3 separate regions of the Zea mays genome follow, and all the other regions are linked to region 3. The links are chromatin contacts, called in public Hi-C maps. All regions are on one chromosome and are shown on one strand. The core of a region is the stretch at or near the end of the contact, and the rest is flanking DNA. Distances in the headings are between cores, read along the strand shown. Region 1 holds the start of LOCLOC100383387. Region 2 holds the start of LOC100279814. Region 3 holds the start of LOC103654790 (pentatricopeptide repeat-containing protein At1g51965, mitochondrial).

What was found. Hi-C and Micro-C count contacts between places; a contact is called where the count stands out from the background.
Region 1: a Hi-C map of leaf shows a contact between it and region 3, with 4 times the contacts expected there. The contact joins the promoter of LOCLOC100383387 here to the promoter of LOC103654790 in region 3. A contact is called at or near these places in 5 of 25 Hi-C or Micro-C datasets (endosperm, leaf, root tip and 1 more).
Region 2: a contact with region 3 is called in a Hi-C map of leaf, with 4 times the contacts expected there. The contact joins the promoter of LOC100279814 here to the promoter of LOC103654790 in region 3. A contact is called at or near these places in 6 of 25 Hi-C or Micro-C datasets (bundle sheath, ear, endosperm and 2 more).

The regions. Positions count from the first base shown.
Region 1 is chr4:237,777,151-237,780,000 of Zm-B73-REFERENCE-NAM-5.0, forward strand. LOCLOC100383387 reads right to left here and starts at 1,539. Exons shown (of 10, transcript NM_001176042.1): 1 at 1,235-1,539. The coding sequence starts at 1,297.
Region 2 is chr4:237,844,591-237,847,290 of Zm-B73-REFERENCE-NAM-5.0, forward strand. It overlaps LOC100279814, which reads right to left and starts at 1,284. Exons shown (of 7, transcript NM_001152769.1): 1 at 892-1,284. The coding sequence starts at 1,228.
Region 3 is chr4:237,609,752-237,612,610 of Zm-B73-REFERENCE-NAM-5.0, forward strand. It overlaps LOC103654790 (pentatricopeptide repeat-containing protein At1g51965, mitochondrial), which reads left to right and starts at 1,606. Exons shown (of 2, transcript XM_008681607.3): 1 at 1,606-2,385. The coding sequence starts at 1,687.

The sequences.
Region 1 (2,850 bases), core at 289-2,788, 170 kb after region 3:
GAAGGATCTCTGTTTTATCTGTATGTATATATATAATAATACTAAAAGGCTGACAAGATGCTGCCGGAAGAGAAGGATAATACAATAGTTTCATCATGATGAAGTGGTCCTAAAGGTGATCGTTCCACAGCCGTTGCCTTCCAGGACAGCAAACAGGAGTGATGCATAACACGATTCGAACTGCAGATGATTGCTCCACAATAAATATTGTACTGAGGAATGATTTGACTGCCGGCTCACAAGCATACCATTGGAAGTTATTAGAGAAATCCACATCGAAAAGGGGCTTGTAAACTACACTTAAAATTTTTCACCCGTTTACTCAGGCACTAGTCCAAACTGAATAGAATCTTCCTACGGCAAACGAGTTTCAGGTAAACGTTTTTTTTGTGTTAAAATTAGCAACAGCAAAAACAAAAGCCGCGCACTGCTTTTGTTTATTATATTACTCCACTAATTAAGAAACACAGTAGGTGGCCAATTTCCAAAGCTGTCGGTCGTTCGCCGAGTAAGAAACCGCTCCACGTTGAACCACTACCAAACAAATAAGAACTAGACAGTTTAAGAACCCCGGTTGAAACAAGAGACACAAGGGAAGTGGTGGTTAGAACACCGAATCAGCACGCAAGAGCGCCGGGCCAGAACCTTTAGCGCTAAAATCGTGTGATAAAGGCGTCGTGGTGGTGGTGGTGAGTTGGTGACGCGGAAGCGAGGGATCCACCATCTCGGAGACGGAGCTAAAAGGTAGGCGGCTGCTGCTGCTGCTTCAGCGGAGAGCAGACGAAATGCAGCTTCACGAATCGCGGGTCGCAAGAGCAAGCGGGGGTGGGGTGGGGGGGCGGCCTTGCCAAGATTCCGCGTCGTGGGCTGCTGTCTGATTGTTTTATAGGGCCACAGTAAAAAAAGATGAATCCATGAGCAAGAACGAAAGAACGTGCTGAAGCTGAACCGACCAAATGCCGCAACAGAGACGGAAACGCAATGCGACGAGACACACGAAATACGATTACGACCGGGGGGGGGGGGGGGGGGGCACGAAATTTCAAGGGCCCAATCCCTTCTCCCTCCCTCCCAAACCACCAGCAGATACCACCCACCGAGAGGGCGAGAGCCGAGAGGACGAGACCCAACGCTAGCAAGAACAGGAGAGAGGAAAATTCGCATGGGAGCGCTGGAACAGCCGAGAAACAAAGAATCGGAGCGGAGGAGGAGGGGGGGGGGACGTTGTGCGGACCTTGCCGCCAAAGGAGATGCGCTCGACGTCGACCGACACGACGGAGCCGCCGGAGTCCCCCATCTCGGGCGCCGCCTCCCCTCGACGCCTCAGAGGAGAGATGGCTGGTCCGGCCTGCTCTGCTCAGGCCCGGCCCCTCCTCTTCCTCCCTATAAATTGCCTCGTGCGCCCCTTTCTCCCCCCGTCTTCTTCGCCTGTGTTGCCGTCGCTTATAAACGACGGAAGGAAGCAAGGGGGAGGACGAGCCAGGCGCGCGGCCTCCCTCCCTCTCCTCTCATTGTTGCCTTTCGGGGCGGAGGACTGCCCTTTCACTGTTCTATATTCGCTCCGCCATTCCTGCACTTCCCTATTATTGCATCCCAGCCCAGCCCACCCGTTGCACATTTGACTGCTCGCTTCATTCGCCATGTTAAACAGTCCACCATCCCTATCAAAGACGGTAGCACTCCATCCTATATGTAATAGAGAGATTCTTTCTACGCTCATTTATCTATTTTAATATTTTAAACAACAGTTTTAGTAAAACTAAAATATATACAAAGAGTATAACAAATAAGTATACAAAAAAATTAAAATAAAATATGTCTTTAATATAGATATTTACGTATAGAGGGAGATGTATAGGATGTTGCTGGAGAGAAATGTGATATATAGAGGAAAAAATCATTTGAGAAGAATGTAAAGAACAGATATAGAAGATAATACTGGAGACATTGTGACTAGCTAGTGCATAGGACAAAACTAGCATATAGCAAGTTGTTATTATTAATAAAAAATGATAAATGCTTAGTCCAAACAAAAATATGCGAGTTGCCATGACTACACCACCGTAGGGTTCGACGGTTTTTATGGTGGTAGAAATAGGCTTTTTGGAGAGCCTACGACGATGGTGGTGGTCAAGACAATGACGGAGGGTGGTGGTTGCCATGACTACATCGTACATCAGGGTTCGAGAGTTTTCGTGGTGGTAGAAAGAGGCTTTTTTGGAGAGTGTATGACACCAACAGCGACAGTGGTCAAGACGACGATAGAGGTGTAAGCGGTGGAAAGCCACCCATGAAGCAACGGAAAAAGTCAATTTGACGACGCATATGTGGTAGGAGCATTGGTCAAAAGAGGAGGAGAGTGAGTTTAACATAGTCGTAGAGGTGTAGATGCATCGTCCTAAATCGGGAAGTTTTGGAGGTGAGGGCGCTTTTTGTGTTGAATCTAAAAAAGAGGAGGCTTAGATGGAGGTGGTCACAGTCAAGGGTGATGACTGAGACGACAGGGCAGATGCAACGGTGTTGACAGTGTGAGGCGATGGCATGGGCTGTGTGGAAAGGAGAGGATAAAATGTACATGTCAAGCCCTTTTAACATACACGTGTGACGGGTGGACGATATATAGTGGGTCCCTAATATTTTTTCCTTAAAACTAAATTATTGCAAATATATTCTTTAAAGTGAAATAAATAAATAAATAATAAGCGGCACCTAGGATATCTTCTAGTATATCATTTTATCGCTCTAGCTTTAGTACTATAGCCACACTATATCAAGTAGCCAAAGAAACTTAAGTTGACTGAAGTCCTAGCAGATAAGGCCTCAAATATATTATGTTTTTTTGGAACATGT
Region 2 (2,700 bases), core at 34-2,533, 230 kb after region 3:
AAACACAAAAGCAACAGCTTCACAACATGCTAACTTCAGAATTTAAGATTGAATGAACATACTATTTTAAGACAGTGAATACAATCAGACTCAAGTTAAGACAGGCTAATGAGCTGGGATGCAGCAACAGTTCGATTTTGTGTTCATGCCACATTAAAAAGAAAAAAGGCAGCCAAACAAAGGTATTAAACATCTGCATATACACCATGTGTGAGCAGATAAATGAATCTTATGGTTTTGTAAGATCACAATAATAACTGAGATGTTTCTTGCAAGTCTATCCAGAAAATGGCATGTTGTGAAAAAACTACACAATAATGACAACGAATACAAAAAAAATTAACTCCTGCAGATGGCAACTGTTTCGAAAATGGCATGTTGTGAAAAAAAACTACACGGTAATTGCAATGAATACAATAAAAAATCTAACTCCTACAGATGACAACTATTTTAGGATTTTCCTAGACTTCCCCATGAGGTAGAGCGTGTAAAACTAACAAACCCACGAGGAGCTAGTAAAACTAACAAAAAATGTGGAGAACGCTGATTGACTTGGACTTGAATAGTTTAATTGCAGCTTGTTTTGAAAAAATTAACACCCCACAGCTGCATCGTGGCGTGTGAGTTATCAAAAAATATTGGAGACCGTAACAACAGGACCGTGCTTCTAAATAGCTCACAGGTGACAAGTTCATTAAACATGAACCAAGTTTGAACATCCGCAACTCACATACATTGATCTATCGATCCATCCCCCAAATCAAATCGTAAACCGAGCAAAGAAAACACCACCAATCCTTTTATACGAGAAGCCGAGTCCACCACCAAGCATAGACAAACAGATCTACGCGACCAAGAATGGGATCAACAAGAGTAAGTCCTGCCACTCACCACCACCGGCAGAGGACGAGAAGCCGAGTCCTCCGCCGCCGATGCGGCCACCGCCACCAGTGCTGCCCAGGCCTACACCGAAGCCGCCGCTGTCATCGTCGCCGTTGTCGACGCGAGGACGCTTGGCCTCTGCGGCGTTAAAGATCCGCGCCGCGATCTCCTGCGCGCGCTGCTTCGCGAGCTGGATCTCATCGGGGGGCGGTGGCACGCTGTTGTACGACGGGGCGCCGCCCGCGAGCGGCGAGGCAGGCGGCGGGCCCGAAGAGAACCCCGTGCGCCGCGGCGGCGGCGAGGGGTCGTCGTACTTCCTCTTAGAGGAGTAGTGGTCGTCGGCCATGGCGGAGGACGGGTTGCTAGGGTTTGGGCGGCGGCTGCAGGGAGCGTGGACGAAGGGATAAGACGGCGAAAAACCCTTGCAGACAAGGTGTCGACATTTGTAGAGCTCGCCCCTTGATTTTATTTTCTCCAAATTGTCACAGTAGTGCACATTCCTGTGAAACATGGCGGTTTACAATTTGGACATAATATGGCGATCTATTTGATACGAATTTGGACATACTATAAACATTTTTTAGCTAATTAGTTTTTAGAGTCTAATTTTTAGTCCCTCAATTTTATTCTATTTTATTTCTTAAATTATCACATATATGAATTAAATCTTAGATTTAGATTTTTATATTTGGCGGTTTAGACATTAAAATGAAATAAATAGGATTAATAAAAAATAGTCTCTAGAAACCAAACACACCTGATTAGGATGTATTGTGTAAAAACTAGAGTAGTTCATCTGACTACGTAAAAAAAAATATTGTCTATATAATATGTTTATATATCTTTCTCTATCGCTATCTCTATCTATATCTCTTCTCTATCTCTATCTTTATCTCTACTTCTATAAAGCACAATTTTTGTGTGTTGTCGTGAGACACACGTAAAATATGTATGGTTATTTCCATCGCCCACTATAGTGTCCATATGTTGTGATGGCACACGGTCGGTGACTTTCGGACGTACCGTCGTCCCGTGTGTTGTGATGGCACACGCTCTACTTCATTTGGTATGGGCAATTGTTGTCCCCAGATCACACGATCGTGGCAAAAAAACGTTGCTTGACATTTTTTGCACAAACACAAGCCCACGAATCGGGAGGTCGCACCTACAACGCCTTCGGCGTCGGCTTCTTCTGCATGCATACAGGTGCCATGGGTAGAGCCAGAATTACGGCTCATGGGGCATGTAATTCGTTGATACTATATTGTAAAAAATATTGTATGATATATACAGTTATGTATACTAAAAGTTGGTCGGGGAGGGCCGGATCATAACGGCACTCCCGCGATCCCCGCCAACGCTGGTCGAGGGCAACGCGGTAGGGTCGACGGTTGAGGTGTTCGTGCGTATATTCGTGTACTTGCATAGGTGATTCGCGTAGAGCTAGAGTGGATGCACGCCGCGGAGGTGCGACTCGACAGAGGTCGTTGGATCCCAGCAAGCAAATGGCACACGTCAGTGCCATGTGCGCCGCGAGGGTGTGGACGCGAGGTTGCTCTGATCACTATCAACGAGGCAAGGCCGCAAGGAGCGAACAGGGAGCATAGGGGCCGCTACTAGGGCTATTGTGTGACCTACATGGACAGCGACATTGTCTCGCTCGTGGAAGCGCTAGAGCACAAGACAACGACACCGTTAAGTACCCAACATCTGGGGCATGCGATGACATTGGTCACGTACTAAACTTTAGTCCTTGGAACCAAACACCCATAAGGCCATGTTCGATTCAGCACTCAAAATCTTCTCCAATCCCTTCTA
Region 3 (2,859 bases), core at 356-2,855:
TTGTTTAGTACTAATATGTGGAATGGAGGCATCCCACCAAATTTGAGAAATGAACCCATGATGCACCACTTCATTTTGAATATAGTGATTCATCAAACCAAATACCTCATTTATGTTGTGCCCACATCCAAACTGATTTTTGAATTGAAACGATACGAAACTGATTAATTGGCTGATAAGACCGATAAATTGATTATTGGATTGATAAATCGGTAGCACGTGCGAAGAAACCGAACCACTTGACATTTGGCAAATAAAGTATATTGAGGTCATAAAATTTAAACAAAAGATGACCCAAATGTTATCACAAGTTAAAAGATTTGAAGTTAAAAGGGTAAAAAAAATCCTCAAAACCTAGCTACTAGAGGCCACCGGTTTATCTCTACCTGGGACCGATTAATCGGCTAGCAGGGGCGGCTAATCGGTAAAATCGACCGATTTTATTTCTTCAAAACTTGTTTGATTTTTAGTTTAAAATCCGTAGCATGTTTTTAAATTTGGTTTCAGTGAAAAGTCTTAAAACGATCCATAGTATTTATAGGAAAACTGGCATCAAATCTGTTCAAAATTTATAAAGTATCCCAAATTCAAATGGGTAACCCGATGATATGACCAAACCGGTCGGGACCAATTACCAATTAATCGGCTGGTTAGCCGAATTTATCGACCGGTTTAGTGACCCTTGGTTGTACCTAGGTATTAAGATCTCGCTATTATCCAAATGGAGAAATACTCAATGCAAAGATGGAGTGCTAGTTCTTTTAGTTGGCAAAGTATTTTAGTGCTTATTTGGTTAGGAATGAATTGAGAAGTATTGAAGAGGATTAAATCGATTACTATTCAATTTTGAATAGAAGACTTAGGGCCTGTTTGGTTCAGCTTTTTTCTGACCAGCTTTTCTGAAAATCTGGCTGTGAGGAGAATCTGGCTGTGGGGGAATCTGAGTATTATTACGATTACGTGTGGAGGAAGATAAAGTTGTTCATAGGGCTCAGGATCTAGAAAGTGACGGATTCCTACTATTACAACGACTCAACCGATTATATGTTTATGTTGATTTTGGATGGTTTTTGCCCCAACGAATTTTATAGAAGCTGGCTGAAAAGCTGAGCGTTTGGCAGTCCGCAGCAGATTTTGGTGGCCAGAAGCTGCCAGAAGCCGAAACAAACAGGGCCTTAAATCCTCCTTGATCCCCTTCATTCCCTGTCAAACCGAACACAGAGCGGGCATGGAATGTTTCAAAAATGAGTGTATATATAGAGCATTGGTGATGCAACCAAAATAAATATAAATATTTCGGATGACTACTAGATCCCTAAGCCAGAACCTAAAAAATTCAGACACCAATAAAAAATAAGTTGTTGAGGTCGGTTGTGAGCTTATAAACCTAGCTACTGGACCATGGAACGAGGACTTGATAAAAAAAATTAAGTCATATTTGGTCTTTGCCTAATTTGTCATATTTTACTAAACTTTTCTAGCTCATTTTACTGAACTTTTCTGGCTAAAGGTTATTCTTCAATTCAGACAATTAACTTTAAGTAAAGTGTGGCGCAGCTAGGCAGTTAACTTTATTCTCCCAGACCTTTGCGAAATCCACATGTAAATGAACATGCAGAAACTGAGAGAGGGTTCAGTTCAGTTCAGCTTCAGTCGCCCCTAAACCCCAATCCACGCCGGCCCAAAATGCCCCGCCGCCTAGCTACGACCTACGCCGGCCGCATCGCCGCCGCGACGCCGTCCCCCTCGGGCCCTTCCATCACCGTCACCGTCTCGCCGACACCGGCCCCCACCCCTCTTGACACGCGCGGATATTCCCTACCGCGCCGCCACCTCATCTGCGCCGTTGCCCGAATCCTCCGCTCCCCGGTGTCACACACCCCGCTGCTTGACCTCGATGACTACCTCCGCTCTCTCCGCCTCACTCTCACCACCGCGGAGGCTTCTGAGGTCATGAAGGCGCTCGCCCCCGACACCTCTCTCGCGCTCAGCTTCTTCCGCTTCGCCGCCACCTCCCTCCCCGGCTTCCGGCACGATGCCTTCTCCTATAACCGCATCCTGGTCCTCCTCTTCAGCAACCGCGCCGATCCCGCCGAGGCCATGCGGCTCATCGCGGAGATGGAGCGCGACGGCGTGCCCGGCAACATCTCCACCGTGAATTTGCTGGTCGGGATGGGCGTGGAGGTGGGGAGGTGCCTGGACCTGGCAAGTAAGTGGGGGCTCAGGCTGAACGGGTACACCTACAAGTGCCTTGTGCAGGCGCATCTGAGGAGTCGGGAGGTGTGGAAGGGGTTCGAGGTATATGAGAAGATGCGGAGGAAGGGCTACAAGCTGGACATATTTGCATATAACATGCTGCTTAATGCGCTTGCCAAGGCTGGAATGGTATGATAATGATCATAAATTTATATATTTAGTGATATATTTTGTCATGCTGGGCTAACTTTAGGAAGTAGGAATGGTTGTGTTAAAAAATGTTGTTGGTATGCTTAATTTTGATCACATGACCAGAGCATATTAGGAATCACGAGTATGAGAGATACCTTCCTCAAATATTTCCTGAGGACAAAATTTGCGCTACTTAGATGGTACTTGCACAGTATGTAAAGATGAGCTTCTACTGTCTGGTCTAAGGTGGTTGGTACACTAGTTGATGTTATATGAATGAATTAACAGTTTATCTGATTATGGATTCCAGCTACTCTTGTGCTGGGAGACACCATTTAGGGTTGATTTGGTGACAAGGGGATCCCGGGAGGATCGGAGGAGATTGAGGGAGAAATAAACTAATTTCCCTCTCAATCCCCTCCGATCCTCCCGGGATCCCGGGTCACCAAATCAACCCTTAATGTTTACATG